Linked DNA regions of Arachis hypogaea: region 2 is linked to region 1. The links are chromatin contacts, called in public Hi-C maps. All regions are on one chromosome and are shown on one strand. Each heading gives the region's core, a stretch centred on a gene start, on an enhancer-like site or on the middle of the called end of the contact. The rest is flanking DNA. Distances are from core to core; before and after follow the strand shown. Region 1 holds the start of LOC112711085. Region 2 overlaps LOC112711092.

Region 1 (7,128 bases), core at 1,639-4,138:
AAGCATGACGGCAATATTTTTTTTATCTCAAAAGTAGCAGCAAATTAGCTTATCGAGACCACAAAAATTGTGAGTAGACATTTGGGGAGATTGAAACCTGCTACACCTTCCTCCATGTCTAATCAATGGTTTCGTTCGATTTGACCGGCATGGTCTAAGGAGTTAGGGTAATGATGATAATAGGATGTGTTAGGATGAACTAGGGTGAATGTTAATTCTTAATCTGTTAGGGAAATAGTATTTATCAACATATAAAATTTGCCTAACAAATTTTGAATTTCCAAAACTTGTTTAAGTGTTAAAAATAAGTATCGAGATTAGCGAATTACGGGATAAGATCTAATAGAATCTGGTTCGAGGAGCCGTTTCAATCTCTGTTGCTTTTGTGCCAACCCGGAAGGAAGTGTGCACAGAAGGGATTGTTACCAAGTACAGAGTCAGACTAGCATCTTCTAATGGAGAGAACTCTCAGGTATAGGCACTTGAAAGGGATAGATCATTCCTAAAAGAAATCTGTATCGTATATACCACTACCCCCGGGGAAGGTAAAGAAACAATGTTTTATTATGATAATAATAAAAAATATTAAACACTTATAAATATCTTGATGGATTATAAAATACTGTATATCAAATACTTAAAAGGATATAAAACCTATATTAATTATACATAACATATTAATAGCATAATTTGGTATTATACCGTTTTAGTGATTAATTTCTTATTTATTTAAAAGTTGTTTACATGAATATAACAGAAACAGTATTCACTTTTTCAAATTTAAATTCAGTCAAAATGACTAAATACAAATTATGTAAGCAAAGAATCACTTATACGCGAAAAGCAATTTTTAAAAAGCGGTTACATTCAAAACGTAGTTGCCCATTTGGTGGTTCAAAACATGCGACAAATACTTATCGAAATATCTTTTCACCGACTATTTTCTACTATCCAGTTCTGTTGCAATGGAAAACTCAATTCCAATTCAAACCGAAATGACCAACATCGTCACAAACCTTCCGCGGAAGCTTCTTTTTGTTTTAATCAATGAGATTATTCATTAGAATCCACGATAACTCCGCCTAAAAGAAATACATCAACCAATTGAGTCGTTGGATGTGACCGTCAGTAGTGTAGGGTCTTTAGGATTGACCCACGTCTGATTTCTGAAAAGATGGCTATATGACCCTCATCCCCTTCAACACGCCTCCTCCCAGAGATGCACGTTATTTACGAAATCGGGGTTTCCATCACGTCTTCATAACTTATCCCTTAAACCCCAAAGATAACACTTCAATCTCAGGTGATGCCACCTAGTCTTCCTGAAACAGAATAAGGCCAGCAACGATGACTTGTTATTCATGTTACTTATCTTCGTCGAAACCCTATTAGTAATTAAGTTTAATTTTTTAATCTACAGAAACTTCGTACACTGTAACGGTTATCACTTAATAACTAGGAAAGCCTTGTGCCACTGAAATTTAAACTTTTAACATCAAACTTTGCTTCAACCGGGAACAAAATTAAACCCTAAAATGAATCGGAGACACAATCTTAAGCTATGACAATAAATACCATTAAATAAGAACCGAAAGGAAATAAACTAATGGAATAATGAACTTCGCCGACGTCATGTAAAGTAAGTTTAACGGAATAAATACAGCCTAAAGGAGAAAAACAACGTTCTCTGCAACAGAATCCATGTTGAAACTGAGGTACATATCATAACTTGGAATTTTTAGCTTCCTCATTCTTGTGAATACTAAAAGACAAAAGTAGTGAAAAGCACACAAAAGGGACATCACAAACCGGACACAACGAAAGCCATTCTTCCTACCTACATGAACATCTGATTGTAGAGGCTCAACCTTTGCTTCAGCTCAGCGTTCTCTTTCTCCAGCATCATTACATGCTCTGTGGCTGACAACCTTGCTATGCGGTGTGCCTCAGCAAGGTCCTCCTTGTATCGAAGAACAACTTGGAAATTGAAGTCAAAAATTTTCACCTCCGCCTCTTCAAGGAGTCGTTCCAAAGTGATGAAGGCGGCATCCTGCCTTGCCAGTCCCTCATCAGTCGACAACCGCCCCGAAACGAAAAAGTTTATCCCCTTCGCGGTGCTTTGCAAAGAAACCCCAAACCCATGATATTTCTTTCCTTCGCTGCGGAAGACATCACGCATGAAAAACACTGGCGGTCCAACTTCAAGTCGAGCACAAACCTGTAACAAAAGTTGCTCCATGTCTTCCATTATGACGAACGCCTTGGGGTCAAACTCTGGCACCATATCTAGGAACAGTTTTGCACAACACATGACATCCAGGTCAACACCGATGGTTACCATACACAAAATAAATAAATAAACAAACCATAAACACAAGCTACACGCACCTGGCTTCTGAGGCAGCAAGTCCGTCCCGGCGGCCACAGATCCGCTGCTCTCGTCTCCGGTAACGCTGCCAGAGTCTCCGACGGACATAGCTCCAAAGCTTAACACCAAATCTTCAGGCTCCGGGGCAGTATCTTCACCAACTGGGTCTTGTCTTGGCAAACTCAGCCACTCCTTCGGCTCGCGCCTTACCATGAAGCCTTTTAACTGACTCCCCTTGAAGCCATAGACTTGTTGATTGCATTCTTCCCAAGAGGTGTAAATGCCTAGCTTTCGTCCTCTCCTAACGACGTAGTAACGGAACCGACCAGAATCCATCTATGCAGCACCTTAAGTGGGTTTCTTTTCAGGCAGAACAAACGTGAAACGAAATGACTTATAAAGGAAGCTTACCGAAGTTTCCAGCATACTGAACCGTCAAAACCACCGGTCCAACCATTCATCATCATACTACCTGCATTCATTTTCCTTCAATGTATTTAATTTGTGGGCACTTAAACTTCTTCGATTATAGTGGGTTACAACATTTAATAACTCATGCTGTCCAGTCATTCGTGTCCACGTGTCTTAATCGATGTTACATGTAAAATATTAGCAATAATGTCGATGTCTTTTAGTAAAAACTATTACGTGCTAATACATAAATACAATAAACATATGGCTTTTATTATGTTACCTGTATACAATTTAAAATAAAAATATCTTTTTCGTGAATCATGTGAAAAAAAAAGTTTTTGATAAAAAATTCATTTAATAATAATGATATTTTAAATTTTAATTATTACAAATAGAAAAAAATTACATAAAATCAAAATATGAAGATAATTACTTAAATTATACTAGTTAAGTAGTTGATAATTAACTGAAAATTAAATTTTCTCATTGGTAATGAATAACTTTAATACTTACTTGCTTTCTAAATACCACTTGACGTAAAAAACCATATAATCTACACATCGATATACTCTGTTAGTAATTACTTCTACATTGGTATTTGTGACAGTAATTAAACAATTCATTTATGCCATATGGAGTCTCTTTCATTATTTCTTATTATTTCTTAACTACGTTGGTTCTATTAAAATGAACACAGTGACCATTTTTGTACAATAATATATGTAGATTCAGATTATTAAAAATAAGTTACTGTTTAACAATATAAACGTTAAAAACATCATATATAAAAATAATACCCAACCTATAACTCAAGATGTTACTGAATTCTCAAATTATTTAATATACAAAAACAATGTTAGATTATTTTCTAAGTCTTAAAACTTAAATTTATTTATTCATGTAAAGCAATTTAATTAATTATAACTTAATCTTAACACTAACAAAATTATTTAATGTTGATTTAGGTTAAATCTGTATATTAATTATTATTTAAATTTCGAAATATAAGTGTTGTGACTAGGGACGGACCTAGAAGGGGGCGAGTAGTGATCTCGACTCTCGTAAAATTTTTAGAAACTATATTTAGATATATCGCATGTGTTTAAAAAAATACAAAATATTATGTAATCTAGTAATTTTATACGTATTTTTTTATTATTAATTATATTTATGTCTTAATTATTTTATTTACTCATAATTTTCACTTAATTAATTTAATATTCATAAATCTTTAAAAAACTAATTATGATAATTATACGTTAGTTATTTTTTTAGAATAAAACAAATTATCTGAAATTTGGCCCCTTCATATTAAACTTTCTGGATCCGTCCCTGGATGTGACACCCGTGTATACAAATTTCAAAAATAAAACTTTTAACCCTGCAACATTGAGATAATTTATTTCATTCAACATCCTACAATACAAACTATACACGCCAAAATGTAATTTATAAAACCTACTATCCTAAAAGTATACACCCTAAAACGTAACCTCTAAATCTTACACCGTCACATTCTAGCCGTCTTCCTCGAACTCTCTGACCAGTAACCCATGGTCATCAACACTAATATCTAAATTCTGCAACCCAAATTTTTGACCATGAATCCTTAATCGAAAATTCTCACGATTCAGGGGGTTGTATCACACTCTCCATCAACTACAAAGTTATTACAAAGTAACTGTGGTCGAGTGAAGATACCTATGGAGTCCGCTGTCGGACTACTACTTAACTTTCTTCTAACCCTAGAGCCTTTTATCAGCTACATTCGGTCTATCAGTAAGTTCATATTACAAGAGACTCTAAACACTGTGCAACCAACCACACATTCACAATCGACCACTGTCCCGCCAATTTCCACCAACACAAACCATTATCAGCGTCGGATTCTTGACATAACCTCTTTGTGATTTTTCCAGGGTCTAACAACCGCAAGCAAACCACGATCTTTGGGTTTGGTCTATTATTTGATGAGAGTGTCAGTTCTTACAAGTGGATGTTAGAAAATCTGCTTGAGGTGATGTGCAAGAAGAAACCGTCTGTGGTTGTGTAAATGAAAGCAATTTGGGTCATGCCTTGGGCCTATGGTTGTTTTTTTGTTATGAACATTGATGACTGAAGTTGTTTGTGAACTTTTAATATTAAATTATGTATAATTTATGATGTGAAATTGTGAAATTTTTAATTTTATTAACGTAGAAATCATTGAATTTATATATTCAAAGTTATATACATATTTTTTAATTATTTTATTTAATATTTAATTAAACCGGTTGAACTCCGGTTAAACTCCAGGCGAACCAATAAATCATTGAACCAATAATTTTACCGATTTATTGACCGGTCCGGTTCTCGCAACCTTAACATAAACTATAAATTCCAAAATGTAACTTACAAAACCTATTAACTCTAAATCATAACTCCTAAATCGTACACCGTCAAAGTTTAACCATGTTTGTCCAACTCTATACCATAAACCCTTTCTCATCAACCCTAAACTCCAACCGTATCTCTAGTTGGTTTACTAATTTATAGCTTTTGAAAAGTAAGTAATTTGAGTGCATGCGAAGGTAGAATAATTTGATCTTAGTAATCAGGATAATGTAGCTATACAAATAACATTTTTGCGAAAAACATATTATCATGATGATTCCACTTATATCAGTTTCTACTGATAAAGTTCAGCTGTCATCCGTTTACAAAAATATTTAACTTAACTTTATTACGTAAATAAATTTTATTAACTATAATTTAACTTAACACTAACAAAAATATTTAATTTTGATATAGTATTAATTATGTATATTAATTATTATTTAAATAATGAATATACGTCATTAATATAAATTTTTTATTAAATAAAGATATACCTATTTATAATAATTAATTGTTATAATTATTAATAAGTTAAACATGAATCAATTATTCACTATCTTCGATAGATAATTAAATTATTTAATCATGTCCATCATTTAAAATAATAACATAAATTATTAATTAAGTATACACATAATTAGTGTTTATAATTATTAATAAATTACTTGAAACTTAATTATTTCACATAAGAATTTCCTTTTTTTTTTTTGGTTGCAACTCACATAAGAATTTCAATCCCATTATGTTTTCATACTAAGGCCCATTACTTTTGTTAGGGTGATGTAACCTCCATATATTTTGCGGAGCCCATGATTATATCCATGGCGTTTTTATCACTTCCCATAACCCACCAAAAATCCAACTTCCAAGGCCCAGCGGACCAATAACACAACTCCACCAAAAACCAAATATTACATTCAAAAAAAATTTACTTTTGTAAACTTAATTAATTAGCCTTTCTTAATGATTATCTACACATCTATCAAGTTGGGACAACTTCTGAAAAGCAACATCCCCAGTGCTGCAGTTGCCATCATTCTTGAGGGACACGCGTTTTCCTTCATCTTTTGACACATAAGCTTGAGCATGTGTTGAGGAATCTTTCTTCAGCATCACAGAATTTTCCTTCAGATAAATCTCAATCATGTATCCTTAATTACTACCGCAAATTATAAAAATAATAACTAAATTGTATATAATTAATTCTAGAGTAGCATGATTTACTTTTTTTTTTTACACCTAAACCACGATGGATAGCACGATTTATATGCAACTATCCCACACCCCCATACTATCAAAGCACAATTAAAAGAATATGCGTATGTTTATTTTAAAACAATTCTATTATTTTTAAATTAAAATGTTGTGTTTTTCTAACATGACAAAAATATATTTATTTTATATTCAAAAATTTTAAATGAATGTACTTGTATTACTTTTAAAATGATTTACAATAATACGAGCGTTTATTATCATTTTAAAAAATTTAAAATAATAATAAGATGTTTATTTAAAATATTAAAATTTAAATATTTTAAATACATCTACTTGTATTTATTAGGATTAAGTACTTTTTTTCGTTCCTAAAGTTTGAGGTGAAAATCGAATTCGTCCCCTACTTTTTTTTGTTATTAAAATCATCCCTAACGTTACAAAACGTTATATAATTGTCCTTTTCTACTTCAATTATACTTTTTTTTTACCAAATTACCCTTAACTATTAATAAAAATAATATTAAAAAAAGAAAAACCCCACCCTACCCAACCCCACTCCCAGCATCTCTTCTACGCTCTCTTCCCTCCCATCCTCAATCCCCTTCCTCCTACTCTCTGACTAACAATATTCCCACAGTAATATTCTTCTGTCTCCATAGTATCAAATCTGCAATTGTAATAAATAAAGCAATGGCATTGATTCAATAACATAGATTCAAGGTCAATGATGTCAATTCACTTTCTTTTCTTTTGGC
Region 2 (7,128 bases), core at 1,876-4,375, 450 kb after region 1:
ATAAATGTGATGGGTCAGTATTGGAAAATAAAACAAAAGGAAAACAAATTAGAATATGTTTTAAATTTTTAATGTATGATCTTGAACAAGCTATATAGGAAATATCATTCAATCAAGTGAGTAGTGCAATGTGTTTGAGGAGCGCCTTTATATGCTTCTTTAGTTCTTTTGAATCACATTCACACAATTGTGATTCAATTTTATGATTCACTTTGCACTACTAATAAAGCAAACCAATCATGCATTTGTTGCTGCCCAGGATTGAACTCTCTACTTGAGTACTTGTAACTTTTCATCTTGAGAAAATTATTCAACTTTTTTTTTTTATAATAACTCCAGCTAACTGAAATATCTTGATGAAAAGAGTGGTAAAAACGATTAGAAACAAATCAATCAAAAAGTTAGAAAAATTAGTCAAACAATCAGTTAACGGTGGAATCAGTCTGTTTTTTAGCAGTTGATCAATCTAAAATAATAAAATGTAAAAAAATATTTTTTATCTAAAAGATTATATATTATATACATAGGTGTGCACCAAAGTTAACTATTAGTATAAAATATATGTTAAAATATAAATATACAATAAAAATAAATTAAATAATATATATTTATACACAAATATATTAATAAAATTAATAACTGATTTTAGTAATTAATTTTAGTATATAAATAATATTTTTATTAAAATATATTATTCTATTATATACGGTTGAATCTCAATTGAAACTTTAAACTTCTGACTCTACCAATTCGATTACTAGGTTAATTTTCAGAACCTTACTTTTTAAAGAGAACAAAAAATTGTTTCTCATTCTCAATTCTGATGTTGAAAACTCAAACACCAAAATATTTACTATATTGACCAATACCACATCAATAAAAATCATTCATCAACTAGCTACTTAGCGCTTTACACAACACCAAATTAAAGTAATCGATCAATCAATTCTACGTCACAATATCATGAAGATTCAGGATTCACTATTTTACGTGAAGATTCAGAATCTTTAGCTTTATATATCTCTACTAATCACACGCACAGGGAACATCCCCACATATATGGTTGATCTTGATGTTCGGATATATATCACATATCTTCATTATGGAAGGAAACCTTACTTAATGGAATTTTGATTTAACAGTAAAAGTCGGAACTTGTAATCAGGTAAAGTAGCTATATTTGGTGCTAAATGGACAATATTTTTTGAGGAAATCACCTTCTCTCTCCTCTAATATGTCTAAATGACATTCATCTTCTCCATTTTAAGATTAAAATAATATACTCTTTAAACTGCTTGACTAAAATATCATTTATAATTATTATTATTCAAATAAATTAGTAACAATTATTTAGTTAATAATAATAATAATATAAATATATATTTCTTGTTATTGTAATTTTTTTGTTATTTTTAATATTTTATCACACAATATAAAATATTTTATTTAAACTTTTTATATATTCCATGATTAATGATACAATAATAAAATAAATACAATTTATTACATTATTAATTATTATTATTATTATTTAAATCAATCAAATAATTATTACTAACTTTTATATATATATATATATATATATATATATATATATATATATATATATATATATATATATCATTTACAATAATTGTTGAAAGGTATTTTTGTCAAGTGGACAAAAATGTATGTTATTTTAATTTTGTAGGAGAAAAATATACATTTTACAATAAAATAGAAAAGACTATTATCTAGGCATCTCAGAGAAAAAGAGTCTTTTCTTGATAGTTGGCCAGTGTTCAGAGAAAAATAAAGGATGCAACAATTTCTTTTGAGAAAGTACATACAAAGCAACACATGCAGGAAGTTGTCATACTTTTTTACACTATTTAACCATTTTTATTTTCTATGTATGAATTGTACATTTTAAAAACTAGTCTCTAAATTGCGATAAGTAGTCGTCATGTGTTTTTTCTCTAAAAGCTTGTCTTAATTCTTTCTCTCTTCTTTCTCTGATATTCCAAAGTTCATCATTCTCTTTAGTGACAATTCCACCATATTTTCTTTTTTCAATGTTCAGAATGCTGTTTTATTTTGTCTTTGTAGTCCTCTTTATAGATGCTTTATCCTTTATCACTATTCGTGTTTTCCTTATGTCTAGTAGTCTCATATCATTCAGGGTATCTTTGATGAATTTAATTGACCTTCAAATAAATAAGAAAAATATTTATATCTATTTTTCCTTGAAATAAAACACATAATACAATTTTTTATTTGATGTCAACTCAGACTCTGATATCGTGATAAATAAATCCACAAAAATGAGTTATATCCAACTCGAGAGAAAGCAGAGAAAGCGAAGAAAAAGAAAAGAGGGTGAAAAAAAAGGAAAAAAGAGAGGAAAAAAGAAAAGTGGAAAGAAATAATAGATCAACCTACTTCGAATGACAATTGTTATTGTAATGATAGTTTAAAGTAAAAACTATTTCTCAACAAGTCTTTTATTGGGTCTTCAATCAGAATTTCCCCACATACTATTACAAGAATAATGTACTCACATAAAACAGCACATCAAATTTACTGAGTTTATTGGAAATGATGAATACAGATTGAATATAAAAATCCCTTTACTTTTAAACAGCTGATAAAACAATACCATCACAACCAAGTAATAATAATAATAATACCTAAACTATTATTGATACATATTCCAACTTTTCTATTAAAAAGAAAAAAGACAACAAAAAGAAACCGGAAAATGGGACATGTTACACGAATTTCAAATGGTAACTATATATCATTTTCACTTAAGTGAGAAAACTAGAATGAATATGCAAGAAAAAAATATGCACAAGAATGACAAGTACAGCAAGCAATACAACACTTGACTTACAGGGCTATGGGGGAAAAAATAATTACTGAATATTCAAAAAGAATACATAAATTCACAACTACAGCTCAAGCTAATTCGGCCCTAGTATATATAAATATGAAAGGAGCAAAATTTTCGTTCCACACACAAAACACATCTCCCATCCCAGTACCCTTCTGTATGAAGCAGAGATTTTCTGCCAAACAGCTACCATTCTTCACTTCAAATTTAAACTGTTAAAGAATAATCCTTTTTTCTTCCCTCTCTTTTTCTCCGCAGCCTGCAGAACCCAAAAAATTGGGTTAAGCCTTGAGTATACTACTTGGTCACCACAGACCGGCCCAATGTCTAATATTAAATATTTTATACTGGAAAAAAAAGAGTGAACTGATTTGAAATTGCCAATTATCCAATCAGGGAATTCGCATTTTTGAGACTTGCAATAAAAGTTTCAGTTGACTTCACTGGGATATTTGTGTCCAAATTCATTGGTTTTTCAATGTACCCCTTTGTCGCAATGGAGAATATTTGAGACCGGAGGGTGTAAATGTGTAATATATAAGTTAAGGGAAAAGTTTGTTTACCCTTAAGATGAATAATCTCAAGGTGAGCACAATAGTATCTCTTGCACTGCAAAAAGAACATAAAAATATTATCAGAAAAAAAAATTAAAAATAAATAACCATAAAAAAAAGTTGTTACACTACAATCATCAGAAAACACGACACAGGATACTCCTACGTCTGGCTTAGAGATTAAAAATAAATAAATAAATCCACAGTTCTGAAAGCTTTGTAAGCACCATATCAGAATTTTGTTCACCTCTTCACTAACAAATCTTTATTGCTCAAGGTTACACCAAGGATTAGGGACCTAAGTCTATTGGGTAGACCTTAAACTTTAGGGTGAGGGAAATCTCATGAAGAGTCATTATATATTCAGTGTTAGGACTCATTAGTTAATTAGCATAGTTATAAATAAAGGGTATGAGGGACTAGTTATGGTTGATTCATCATTTTAAAATTTGCATCTTGGAGGTTGTGGAACTCCAACTCTTCCACTAACTGTAACTACACATTTACTTGTATCTCCCCAAAATTCTAGCACAATGCTAGGAAGTTTCCCTATTCAATACACACTCCTATTCTATGATTCTAGTCTTTATGTGGAACCAATTCTAGCATTCAATGCTGAAATATCAAACTTGTTCACCAATTCTCGTGTCACTCAATTGCTTTTGTCCGTTTTTGCAACAACACGACAGAATGAATACTTACCCAGAAACATCTGTTGGAGTGCTTTCTGCTCTTAACAGATGGTCAGTTCCACTTGAACCCATTATAATAAATTCTGAAACATGTCCATATGGAATCATAACCTAAAAAAGGAAGAGCCACGTATGATTAAAATAAATAAATAAATAAATAATTGCTGAACACTAAGATTAATTTTAGAGATTAACAAAAAGGCATGACAACAATTTTCAAATAATTCTAAGACCCATCCAACAAGACTGCTAAGAATACTTGTCCTTTCCAGGGTATTCTATTGGTCAGACCAGTGAGATCACTTGGGCATCAGGGGGGAAGGAAAGGAATGGGGTAAAATGTGCACTCACATTGCACTTCCCAGAAAGCTATTGAGATAATAATAATAATAATAATAATAATAATAATAATAATAATAATAATAATAATAATAGTAGTAGTAAGCACACTGCACAAGTAAACTATTACTACCAAGAGTTCACTAAAAGGAAATCTTCCAGGGAGGAATATTTTACTGAATGATCCCAGAATCCGTTTTACTTTCTTTACTCATTCAATAATTTTATACAACTTTAACTAGCAGTAACTTTCACACAAAGCATCAAATAATCAAACTTCATACACTGCTGGAAGACGCAAACTTTTCTGTGATGACTACTCCATTTGGTCCACTACATTTGATACTATAACCTTCCTTCTTAACGGTCAATGTGGCTGGTTCCCATATATCAAGATATCCAGTCTGTAATACAAAGCCAAAGTTATTTATGTAACCGTGAATTCTCCAAACATAAGTAAAATAAGTTCCAAAACTCTGCTACATTCAATTACCGAAAGAGAAACTTTATATGAAGCTTGTCCCGTGTAAAAAGCTTTTTCTATGCAACTCTGCATTTCAGGATCTGAAAACAAATAAGAGAATACTTCAGCTATTTTATTTAGGAGGGATCCACAAAATTGCAGCCATAGCACAAAACTGAAATCAAGGAAAACAACACAATACATCCAAAGTAGATATGTTCACTTAGAATTAAGATCAAATTGTTTCCACTTCAGTGTGTTTTTTTGGGACAACACACCACTTAGAATTCAAATAAATATCATATTATGCACCATAAATATCTGAAGCACAATGAGTACCTACAGGATGAAACTAGCCTCTCTGTTTCACTAACCAAGAAAGGGCATCCACACACCAATTCATACAGGTAAAGGTTAATGCCACCTCTATCGGACTATCCCGGTATCATTAAGGAAAGCACACTAAGGATAGCTTCATATTTAAGATGCATTATATTAATGCTTTGGTCAGGCTTATAGCTGCATCAACTTTCCCACAACTGTCATGATATTTATTTTCCCACTTTATAGAACACAAATGCAACAAATGATAGACTTTAACTCCTATGCTGCATAAGCATAAGAGATCAATCAAGATAGTCCTTGTAAACATTTGGGCATTCCACCAACCGTGATTTAGCTTTTTGACCAACAATCTTAAGATGCCATCAGAGCATAATGCGTGATATTGGATCACTGGCAGATGTTTACTCCAGTAAATGTAACACCCTAGATGTCTAGTTGGGGCCTGGAGGGGTCGGTCAAATCGCACTGTTTAAAGATATGGAGAATATAGCCTTTGTAAAAATTGTCACACATTCGCCCTTAGGTTAAAATATTGACGAACATTACTTTACTTCACTACATTTTACTAAAAGTTCACTTCAAATACACAACCATACCAAGTGCATAAATGGTAACATCAATCAGCATTCCAAAATAATAATACAGGCACCTACCACAAGTAATCTTTTTGTTTTCATTGGCAAAAACCTTCACAGGTTCTCCCTACATTGAAGAATGCATGAGATTAGTAAAAATTAATTAAATAACCATGTCACACCAACCCATAAAAAATAAGAAAAGAGGTCAAAATCCATTCACAAAGTACACATTTGAAAGAACTCTATCAGAATCAATTCACATAGTACCTATATTTCTCAAATTACTTATTAAGCATGGTGTACTATTGCGCACAGGGCACAATGACCCATTAAAATCTATAAACTTGCAAATGAAATATAACTATACCAAAACAGCAAATATAACATATATTGTTGTTTATCCAAAAAAGAACAAGAATAAATTCACCAAAAGAGTACTTTTTTTCTTTGATAAAAGAAGAAATCATTAAAATGGAAAGAACTTCATCAAAAGTACATATATCCTTGTCATTTAGAAACAAGTGCCAATTGAAAAAAGAGGACATAATGATAAAAGAGAGGCTATGGAACAGTGCAACAATGTCAAGAGAATTAGGTGTTGTCATCACATGGTTCATGGGTCATAACCTGATTTTTCTTATCTGAACACTCATAATTCCCCCTTCATTGGAGTGATTACTCATTGCAAGTTCCTTTTGCTGGTACTGCATTATCTCTTTTTTTTTTTCAATGCTACTAGTGCACATGGCTAGACCAAAACGGGAAAAAGAAAATTGATATAATAAAATATATTTATTAATCAACACCCCCCACCCCATATATATATGTATATTCAGTTGAATCCCTTTAAACAGGTTGAACCACTAAACAGTAGCTTGGCAGGTTTGATATTTGGTCTAGTTTTCATAACCTTGGATTAAATAACTAATACAACACCCGCTAGTCTTTCATTTCTCTTCATTCCATATTCTAATTATTTCCCCACCAATGTGGTTCACCTGCATATGATCTTGGAAAGAAAAACAAAAGTTCGACAACTTTGCTCTTGTAACAAGGCACACAGGACAAGGAGAAAGGATAGACTTAGAAATTAGAATTCAATGTCATCAACACACAAAGAACTAAATATTCCAACATCCATCAGCAATATTGTGAAAGAAATTCAATGACCAATGATCATTACAAGGATAGCCCATTAGCCATATCAAACCCTAGTGACAAAACACCTAAATTGGTCAGTATGATGATCACTGAAAATTACTAGTAGTTTCCCCCTTTCACC

The links. A called contact is a pair of places that touch in the nucleus more often than the background predicts.
Region 2: a Hi-C map of leaf shows a contact between it and region 1, with 2.3 times the contacts expected there. The contact joins the enhancer-like site here to the promoter of LOC112711085 in region 1. A contact is called at or near these places in 2 of 8 Hi-C or Micro-C datasets (both in leaf).

Annotation. Positions count from the first base shown.
Region 1 is chr9:79,987,125-79,994,252 of arahy.Tifrunner.gnm2.J5K5, forward strand. It overlaps LOC112711085, which reads right to left and starts at 2,889. Exons shown (of 3, transcript XM_072203053.1): 1 at 2,389-2,889; 2 at 1,838-2,286; 3 at 705-1,322. The coding sequence starts at 2,704. The coding sequence ends at 1,838.
Region 2 is chr9:80,441,611-80,448,738 of arahy.Tifrunner.gnm2.J5K5, forward strand. LOC112711092 reads right to left here. Exons shown (of 22, transcript XM_025763639.3): 17 at 5,922-5,970; 18 at 4,954-5,024; 19 at 4,745-4,864; 20 at 4,132-4,232; 21 at 3,439-3,484; 22 at 2,758-3,134. The coding sequence ends at 3,072. Among protein-coding and RNA genes, the nearest start is that of LOC140175327, 8.1 kb to the right of the region's middle. Within about 2 kb of position 3,126, at least 1 of the 3 cell types and tissues checked has open chromatin away from gene starts, as enhancers often do.